Linked DNA regions of Cyprinus carpio: region 1 is linked to region 2. Evidence: chromatin contacts called from public Hi-C data. All regions are on one chromosome and are shown on one strand. Each heading gives the region's core, a stretch centred on a gene start, on an enhancer-like site or on the middle of the called end of the contact. The rest is flanking DNA. Distances are from core to core; before and after follow the strand shown.

Region 1 (5,322 bases), core at 2,353-4,852, 180 kb before region 2:
AATTAGTATTTAGGACTACAACGTCAACAGTAATGAATAAATAATATTTTGAGAACATTTTGCTTGATAAATAGAGATTGCGAGCATAACCAGCCAGGAACAGGAAGACCAAAAGTTCTCCCACCTTCACATGCAGTCTGTTGTCCTCCTCATACAGCACCTCCAGCTGCAGTTCATCTATGTCTTTAGGATAATACGTTTTTTTGTTCCGAAGCAGTTTTCCCACCTTCCCAATCTCAGTGTCAGCAATGGACACCAACTCGTAGGATGGATAGTCAGGTGTGTAGAAACACCAGGGCACTCCATTCCGTCCTGATGTCTTAGCCTGTGAGTGCTGTATGAAGCAGCAGTTTCGAGCATGGCACATCTCCTCTGTCACCACCACACCTCTCTCTGGATAACAGTCAAACCTCCAAGCTTCTGGAATCTGCGAGCAGTACTCCGGCTGCAGCCACGTCCCGTTTGGGCTTCTAGCCACAGCGGGAAGAGGGGGTCTATGAGGTTCTGTGGAGGGTGGCTTATGTAACCAAAATATAGTTCCAAGCAGCCAGACACCAGAGAGAACCACAATAAGTCCCCCAATGGTCAGCAGGGCAATGGTGATGGAGCAGCGAGGGCTCTGGGGCAGCAGGGGCAGTTCTGGGTGTTCTTCCTTCAGATCCGTGTCCGTCGACTCATCAGGATCCAATAATGCGGCTCCTGAGAAATGAACTTCCTCAGGGGTGAGTCTCTTGTACGACACCATTTCAAACTAAAGGTTATAAAGAAAAAAGAAGATAATTAAGAGTGTTTACTAAGGCAACAACATCCTCTAACCCTAAGAATTAAATGTTATTGCATAACTTGTTTGTGCAATCAAACTAATTCATACCTCTCGAAGAAGCACTGTTGCTTGAATTATACTGGCAATTTATTGTATTTCATATTAGCTTGGTCTCTATTAAGTTCTATACAATGATGTCTAAATTAATTTAAATCTATAATTTTAAATGCAACAAGGGAAACTGGGCGTTATATATCCTTTTGACATTTGCTTCATACAAGATTACATTTAACAGTGTAACTGAATATTAGAGCTTGTTAAAGAGAAACTCTTTGTTTGAGAGTTAAATAGATTAAATATCTAATAACAACTGATTATACATATGGGCTAAGTTTTTCATTAAAATTATACTTTTATTTTTCAAGGATGCATTAAATTGATCAAAAGTGGCAGTGAAGACATTTAAAATGTTTAAAAAAAAAAATCTATTTCAAATAAATGTTGTTCCTTTTAGCTTTCTATTCAAAGAATCCTGAGAAAAAAAAAAAAACTGTTTACTTTTTCCACAAAAATGGAAAAAGCAGCACAACTGTCTTCAACAAGCCAATCAGCATATTAGAATGATTTCTGAAGGGTCATCATGTGACACTGAAGACTGGAGTAATGATTTTTTGTGTGAACATCATCCAAAATTAAAATCCAGGGGTGATCTAGCTTAAAAGTCATGTGACAAATGTCACACAGAGTTGAACACTTTCTAAAATACATAAAACTGCAGATATAGGGAAGTACTAGGGAGGGAAGTGGGCAGGTGGCTATTGGAGAAAGAATCCTGTTGGAGAGGAAATGAGACCAATTATCATACCGTACCTCTTCAGCTGAAAGACTCGTGATGTTTTCTCTTTTTTCAAAATTAAAAAAAGCAAGCATTCAAAAACAAAGTTATTATTTTTGAATTCATAAAACATGTCTTTTAATCAAGAACATTTGAGGGAAAACTACCCAGGAATATCCAGCTCTCCTTATATTTGCAAATGTGCAGTTGTCCAGAATTGCTTTCTTTGTAGGGAACTCCCAAATTCTGAGACGAAGCCCAAATGTTCTGTTACTGCATGGAGCAGCTCAGCATTAGATTGACAGACAGGCTACAGTTGGGGTCAACATTTTATAAACACTTTGCAGTATCTGCAAAATGTTAATTATTTCACCAAAATAAGAGGGATCATACAAAATGCATGGTATTTTTTATTTAGTGCTGGCCTGAATAAGATATTTCATTCACATAAAATACGTTAACATATAGTCCTCAAGAGAATATAATAGCTGAATTAATAAATAGTTGTTCATTAATACCATGTTTGTCCTGAACAGTTAAACTGCCCACTGTTCTTCAGAAAAATCCTTCAGGTCCCACAAATTCTTTGGTTTTCCAGCATCTTTAATGTATTTGTACCTTTTCCAACAATGACTGTATGATTTTGAGATCAATCTTTTTACACCGAGGACAACTGAGGGACTCATATATAACTACTACTAAAGGATCAAAGAAAACACAATGCATTAAGAGCCTGGGGGTTAAAACATTCTGAATTTTAATATCTGGGTAAATTTAACTTATTTTGTCTTCTGGGAAACATTTAAGTATATATTCTGTAGCTTCTGAAGGGAATTTGATATTTAGGCAAAATAAGAAACATGTAAACATCTTCATTCTATTTAAAATTTTACACCCCTGGCTCTTAATGCATCGTGTTTCCTTCTAGAGCATTAGTGACCATTTGAAAATGACCAGAGTCGTTTTTATAAATTCAACTACTATTTTCTCTTGTGGACTAGCTATATGTATATCTTTTATGTGAAATATATTATTCAGGTCAGTATTAAATATAAATTAACATGCATTTTGCTTTTATTTTGGTAAAATAATTAACATTTTGCAGATACTGTCTGTAATGTATGTAAAATTTTGACCCCGGCTGTATATATCTCTACTCTTACAAGATAGATGTCAAAGTCCAACAAAACATTTCGACCTTCTCCACTGCTTTAAAACTTTCTAAAAACAGACACAACCCTTCAGACAGTATGTTACTGTAGACTGATCATGGGCAAAAGTGTGACCTTGCCTGAAAGATGTAGATGCAATAACAACAATACTATGTTTGTTTGTTTGTTTGTTTTTTGGATAATGTGACATTAAAATGCCACGGTATATGAATAACGTTACATGAAATGCACTATGGTCTACGTGTATCTATTATTTTACGTTAAAAGGCATATAACTAACGTTTATCGACAGGTTGACGCATTTTAAATGAATGATAGATTTATGAGGTTTATATTTTGCAGCCACATCGATACAATGACACAGAACAACCTCACATTATGTGATATTATTATTACACATTATACGAGCAAGACAGAGCTCACTTGAAACATCACATGCAGCACATACAAGAGAAAAACTGCACATTTAAATGCACTTACTTTTTATGCGGTTGGTATATGCAGATTTTAAACGGTTTCAGTGTTTGACACACTACAGTACATCAGTGAAAATCCTCTGGTTTTCGCTCCAGTAAATATCACGGGTGTTTCATGTCTTATGAAGTTGGTGTTGTTGTGTGTTTTCTACAGTTGCAATTGGAATCTGATTCGTTTTGCAATTCGGCTCCTTTAGACGAATCATTACAGTGAACGAGCTCAAAATGATTCACTCAGAAGTCACCGCTCAAAAAAACTCCCTATGTCCTCTGCATTTTCCCATGTGTTTTAAATAATTTTCTTGTCAAATGTTGCATCTGCATTTTTCCAATTTGTCACGTACTTCTCAATTGTACTATCATAGATGCCCTCACTTTACGAATCGGTTCTAATGAAAAATTAAAAAGATCCGGTTCAAAATAATGAATCCTTCCTTCACTCTAGTGTATAACACTCGCACCTCTGTGACTACATTACTGTCATCTACTGGCCTGGAGGCAACTGTGCTTAGAGAAAGCATTCATAAAAAAAAGACATTTCAGCGGCAATTGAAACTTGAACAAACGCTGAGAGACAAAGTTACAGTTCCGAAATTATAACTAATATAATCAAGCAAATGATTATCATCTGTAAAGTTGAAAACTTGTGCTTTTTTTCCTCAAATGTACGTGATATCAGTCCAGCAGATGGCAGCTCAGTCTAATAATGTGGAATTAAAGCGTCTCCACAGCAAACGTGTGCTTTATACGTTTATAAAACATTTAGCATATGTTATATATAACACTGAAGAAATAATATAATTGGATTATATAATCTACTGATGGTGAACAAATTCAAAGATCTATCAGTAGACTATTGGGTGACGTGAAAATAAGAAGAAAAGTTTTTTTGTTTTTTGTTTTTGGATTCAGTTGAATTGCACTCTCTTAAATGAATTCAGTTTGAGTCAAGCTAAAAAAAAATCAGTCTTTGTTCTGCGCTAAGATTAAACCCTTGACAAACTAAAAATATAGCATTTTTATTTCTGAAATCTCGTAGCATAGGATTCTTTAGAATCATTTAGATGCTGAAGGTAGCATATAAATAAACTTTAAAATGTAAATTCACGCACTTCACATTTAATACAGATGATAGCTAGATCGCTTTTGTTGTTTTAATTATCTGTTAAGAAATTTGCTCTGAGCCGCATGTTGTTATTAGACAATTTAACACAGTAATCTTCTTCTTCTGTTCACCCACGCCACAAAATGATTCAACAAGAGAAATTAAAAAATCAAAGTCGGATTTGCACCGCAAACCTCCTAATTGTAGGAATATCGTCTTGTTTGCCCACGCATTATCTCTAATGCTAGATGATCATCTCTATGTTATGAGGCCCTATTATTGCTGGTATAATAAAGGTGAAACAAATTATAGACAGTTTTCAACCCTAATTTACATGAATCATTCTCAAAAAACCCTCCAGTCAAAATGAAATTGATCTCAGGGTAATATTTTTTTTTTTTTTTTTTTTTTTAAAAAATATATATATATATATATATTTTTTTTTTTTTTTTTTTTTTTAAAAAAACTTTGTAGAATACAAAGGTATAATTATCTATTCCTCACTGGGAAATTATGGTAATACATTAATTGTTTTTATTAAAAAGGAACTTGAGCTGTCAAACCAACTCATCTTCCATGCAAGCATATGCTGTTATATTTTCCAGAAATAAAAGGCTTGAGACGAGTTAAAAAGCAGCAAGTTTCATCATTTGCTTCTTTTCTTTCCCTTTAATAATTCTTGCCCCGTAAATCCTAGACCAGGCCTCTGACCACCACAGTCATTATATGCTTATACAGTAGCTTAAGGTCAAGATGACAAGTGGCACAACAGAGTACCGGTGGCATTGTGCGATGAGATACACCTATAGTGCGTATAGAAATGTGTTTCTATTATCAATCCAGCATGTTCATCTTTAGCTGGAACAGTTTCCCTCAGGCATGCACAAGGTGATCTCATGGGCCCGTATGATGTGACATACACCTTGGCCTCATTATATACATGCGGTGCTCCAAAACACATAGTGTGATAG
Region 2 (5,093 bases), core at 2,447-4,946:
TAACCGACTTGGTTCTTAAGTACCAGTGCTTCTGACATCCTTCAGTGCTCCAAACATTATAGAAATTCAAGAATAAGACAAACAGAAATACCTTCATCTTGAGTTCACTCTCTGTGCTGATGGAATGAGATGACTGCAGATTGTGGTACCTCTGACTGACATCCTGGTACTTCCTGTTAGCATCAGGTGAAAAATAGCAGTACATCTGTATTTAAGAGAGAGTATGAGAAAAACAGTGCATGTTTGTGTAAATGGGAGTTCATACTTGCGCTGCACATCCAGTTGTTCCTGCAGAGCCTGAATCTCAAGGTTCTGGGTTGAGAATTTAGACTCCTGAATCTGGATCTTTTGATTAAGCCTTCGTGTCTCATCGTTCAACTCACTGATCATCTACAACATAAACAAAATACTTCAATTAAACAACTGGGATTCAAACTGTATTAACAGAAAAAAATATATATATTTTTTAAATAATTTAAACAAATCTAGATTTGTGAATGCAGTCATTTTATTTTTTGTGCATGTACACTACTGTTCAGAAGTTTGGGCTCAGTAAGAACTTTTTTTGTTGTTGAAAGAAAGTAGTACTTTTATTCAGCAAGGTCACATTAACTTAATTAAATGTGACTTAAAATATTTGTAATGTTACATAAGTTTTCTATTCAAAATAAATGCTTTTCTTTTTAACTTTCTATTATGCAAATTATATTGTTATACTATTATTTATTACACAAATAAATTAAGCAGTACATCTGTTTTCAACCTCAATAATAATAAGAAGAAGAAGAAGAAGAGCTTCTTGAGCAACAAATTAGTTTATTAGAATGATTTCTGAGGGATCGCGCCATACTGAAGACTGAAGTAATGACTGCTGAAAATTTCATCTTTGTCATGACATGAATATATTAAATTTTAAAATAAATTAATATTATTATTAATACAAAAGATACATGAACACACACACCTGGTCTGCCTCGGTAAGTTTGCGGTCTTTTTCATTTGCTTTCTTGTGGAGTTCCTCAAGGTTACGCTTTAAAACCTTGTTGTTTTCCGTTTGTTCATTAAGAGCTTGATTTGCTTTCTCTTCTCTTTCTTCCAGACGTCTGATCTTCAGCAGTAACTCCCTGTTACGGTCAATTTCCCTCTGAAAATGTAATCAGACAGACACACACACACACAAACACAGGTCAAAATAGGTTTGTTCACAGCAAAGACTGGACAGTCTACCTTTGAATGACCAAATCACATCCTACTGGATTTTGTCTACAGTGTTTTTTACACTCTGATTTAGGCTGCAATTTTTTTATATTGAGGAATGTGTTTAAAAATGGGAGAAAGAGGACAGTAAAACAAAATCCTGCAGCAGAACACATGATTTTCAGGAATATGCCATCTATCACTCACCTGTAAGTCTCTGGTGCTGCTGTGTGCCTCTTTCTCCAGCTCTATACGTGCCCGTTTGTGACTAAGCTCCATCTGTTGTTTTTCTTGAGTGAGCTGCAACATGCTAGTGTGAGAACGGACACGCTCTGCAGCCTCCTCCAACTAACACACACAAAGGAAAAAAAAATAATAATTCAGTAATCTGCTCTATACACACTATATTAAAGGAATAGTTCACACCCAGAAATGAAAATTTGCTACAAATTCACTAACCCTCAGGCTTTTCAAGATGTAGATGAGTTTCTTCATGGGAACAGATTTGGAGAAATCACTTGTTCACCAATGGATCCTCAGCAGTGAATGGATGCCGTCAGAATGAGAGTCCAAACAGCTGATAAAAACACCACAATGATCCAGAAGTAATCCACATGACTCCAGTCCATCGTTTAATGTCTTGTGAAGCAAAAGATGTGTGTTTGTAAGAAACAAATCCATCATTAAAGGCATTTTAATTTTGAACCGTTGCTTCTGAGTAAAATATGACTACATAATCCATAATAACGGTTCCTAAAGTAATAGAGACTAGTGTACTCTCACATCAAAATCCACCACCATATTTGTTTAGAACTGTTTTTGCTTGCGAACGGTGGTTGATTCAGACGAGAAAACTTTAGCACTCGAGAAAGCTATTAATATTATTTAGCCAGAAAGCAAAGATTTGAATTTAAAATAATTTTAATTACTTCAATTACTTTAATTAGGTAGTGCTGTCATATTTCATCTTAATTTTCACTTCACAAGATGTTAATTGATGGATTGGAGTCGTGTAGATTATTGTGATGTTTTTATCAGCTGTTTGGACTCTCATTCTGACGGCACCCATTCACTGCAGAGGATCCATTTGTGTGCAAGTGACATAATGCTAAATTTCTCCAAATCTGTTTTGATGAAGAAACAAACTCATCTTCATCTTGGATGGCCTGAGAATGAGTACGTTTTCAGCAAATCTTCATTTTTGGGTGAACTATTCTTTTAAGAGACATACTGCATTTTATGAGATCACGGAGTTGAAATTTCAATAAAAAAATTAGGGCTAAAATATGAAAGGAGTCTATGACTTGCCTCCACTCTTTTAGTATAGAGCTTCTGAAGGTCACTTCTTCCATAGGCTGGCTCGGTCTCCAGCAAAGAGCGATCTGGACATGATATCAAACTCTTGAAAGATTTTAGCGTTGAGAATATTGTGGTGTCATCCTCCATATCGTCCATATTGACGATGTCTTGACAGCCTCCCCTGCTGAGTTAGGAAAAACTTAATTTTATATAAGTGTAAAAAGCCATTCATAAACTTCCTCCATTACCTCAAGAAATCTACCAAAAATTAAACAATACTAATACATTGTAAGGATGCATTCTGTACATCTTTAGGATGCTATTAACAAATAAATACTGAAAAATATAAGTACAACTTAAAGTTTATGGTGAAGAATAAGGTGTGTTTCAATTATTAACTTTCATAAAAAAAAATAATATTTTTAAATAATATCTCTAATAACAGAAATATAGCCTTCTCTAGCATGTTCCCATTGTTGAACAGAAAATAAAAATCTCAATAACTCATATCTTGTTAAAAGTTCATTAAAAAGCATCTATGAAATCATATCATTGCGGTCTGGTGTTTTAAAAGATGACACTTGCTCACTTGACACACACTTAATGAGCGTGGAAATATTTTCCCTGATGGTATCAGATGACGATACTATAGTACTTTGCTACATATCATTGTACCAAAGGTCTGCCATATTCATATAATCATGGCATTTAAACGGTATAGGTAAACGATATTGTGCCTCAGGGTACTATCGTATTCTCATCGCACATGGTCCAAGGCATTAACTTTTCCGACTCAAGAACTCATTAAAACAAATAATATAACAAAATAAACCTACTTTAAAAGACTTAAATGTGATGTAAACATTAAGAGAGCCGCTATATGAAGTTAAATCACACAAGCTAACAGTTCAGTGTGTTTAATTAGCAAGCGTTCAGCTAACTTTACCTCGCTAATATTCGTCGATAAAACGATTTTATTCACAGACTAAAACGCACCAACATATGTGTCTTTCTTTCGAATTAATAAATATATGACACAGAAAGTACGTACCTCACTATTCACAGCCCTGTCTCTCTTGGTGCTTGCTCTAGTTTGAACTTGCAGCAGTTTTGTTTTCGTTGGTTGAGATGCCGCTACTTCGTATGTGTGAGGAAATGAGAGCTGGCTCGCTCAAAAACACAACAGCGCCCCCTGTGTGGGCGGGCGGAATAGATTCACTCATTCAACCACTCGGAATTTGATTTGGTCTTACTAAGGTCCTTTAAGGACGCGCGCTAAAAACACATGTACATGCCCTAGTGTTGTTGTTTTTTCTGGTTGCTGCTATGGTTTATGAGCACGCGGAGGTCGTTTACTCTGACGACACAACACGGAAGATGTGACGTTGCACTGCTGAATGGATGAACGGAAACTCTTATGCTGGAGGATTGCTAGACTTCATACGGATCGGACACTGATTTAGAAAGTTTGCAAATTTTACAATGGCCGGTTCAAGCGTGGACCCGACAACACTGTGCCTGTTTGATGTGGACGGGACTTTAACAGCTGCTCGCCAGGTGAGTGAAATATAAAGCAGTTACAGTATGATAATATACAGTCATCTAATCTTCTTTCTTAGCACATCCTAAATAGTCATGGCTGTCTATTAAAGATAACTTTCATTCTCCATGAACTATTTTTAGTCTGCTTGTGAGGGGAAAATAGATTTTATATATAAACACTGGAAGTCAGATACAGTTATGAACTGACCTTTTAAACACATGCTGGTAAATAACACGTTTTACAATGTCCACAACAATATTCAAAGACCCCATGACTTTTCTGTTTTTTCTTGATTTACTGATTTATTTATGAATTAAGATAAGGAATATTTTATTATTATTTATTTATTGGCTGATTTTATTGCTTGTTCAAGTCATTCTGTCCCTTTGGCACACTGATTTAAATGGCATATGAAATAAAAGATTGTAAAGCTGTATTTCAACCCAAAAGAATAAGCACATCTGTTGCAAAAGTACAGAAAAACTACTGAATGTTTTAATAGATAAGGAAGAAAAAAATAAATACACGTTACAATTATAGCCCTATAGCAGGGGATGTTGTTACACTTTTAAGTTGACATAAAATCTGCTGTTTATTTACACTGATTTGAAAAAAAAAAAAGTTTTAATATTCCTATATACTTATTTAATATTTTTGGACATAGGAATTACTATGTGAAGTAAACAAACAAAAAAAAATCCACAACATATCTATATTTAAAATATATAATAGTGTTTAATGGATGTTCAGCTAAATTTGACTAGTAAAATAATTATGAAGCACAAAGAAATTCATGCAACCGCACATCGTGGAAAAGGTAATATGCATATTACATAAGTAAAAAAGAACTGACATTTTATAATTTTGTGCTTGGGATGAAGTAGTTACCCCTGTGTATGTTTTTGTCTTTAGAAGGCGACTCCTGATATGCATCAGTTCTTGAGTGAACTGAGACGGCGAGTGAGAGTCGGGGTGGTCGGAGGATCAGACTTGGACAAAATTAAAGAGCAGTTGGGTGATGATGGTATGTATAATAATTACAAAAATCAATTTA

Evidence for each region. A called contact is a pair of places that touch in the nucleus more often than the background predicts.
Region 1: a contact with region 2 is called in a Hi-C map of liver, with 4 times the contacts expected there. The contact joins the promoter of LOC109077732 here to the promoter of LOC109083105 in region 2. A contact is called at or near these places in 3 of 8 Hi-C or Micro-C datasets (liver and skeletal muscle).

Annotation. Positions count from the first base shown.
Region 1 is chrA1:7,906,108-7,911,429 of ASM1834038v1, reverse strand. It overlaps LOC109077732 (lysosomal alpha-glucosidase-like), which reads right to left and starts at 3,602. Exons shown (of 20, transcript XM_042734708.1): 1 at 3,251-3,602; 2 at 125-751. The coding sequence starts at 745.
Region 2 is chrA1:7,730,033-7,735,125 of ASM1834038v1, reverse strand. LOC109083105 (mitotic spindle assembly checkpoint protein MAD1-like) reads right to left here and starts at 3,696. Exons shown (of 18, transcript XM_042733836.1): 1 at 3,548-3,696; 2 at 2,506-2,680; 3 at 1,405-1,545; 4 at 965-1,144; 5 at 266-390; 6 at 92-173. The coding sequence starts at 2,652. It overlaps LOC109074882 (phosphomannomutase 2-like), which reads left to right and starts at 3,738. Exons shown (of 8, transcript XM_019090891.2): 1 at 3,738-4,053; 2 at 4,952-5,063. The coding sequence starts at 3,979.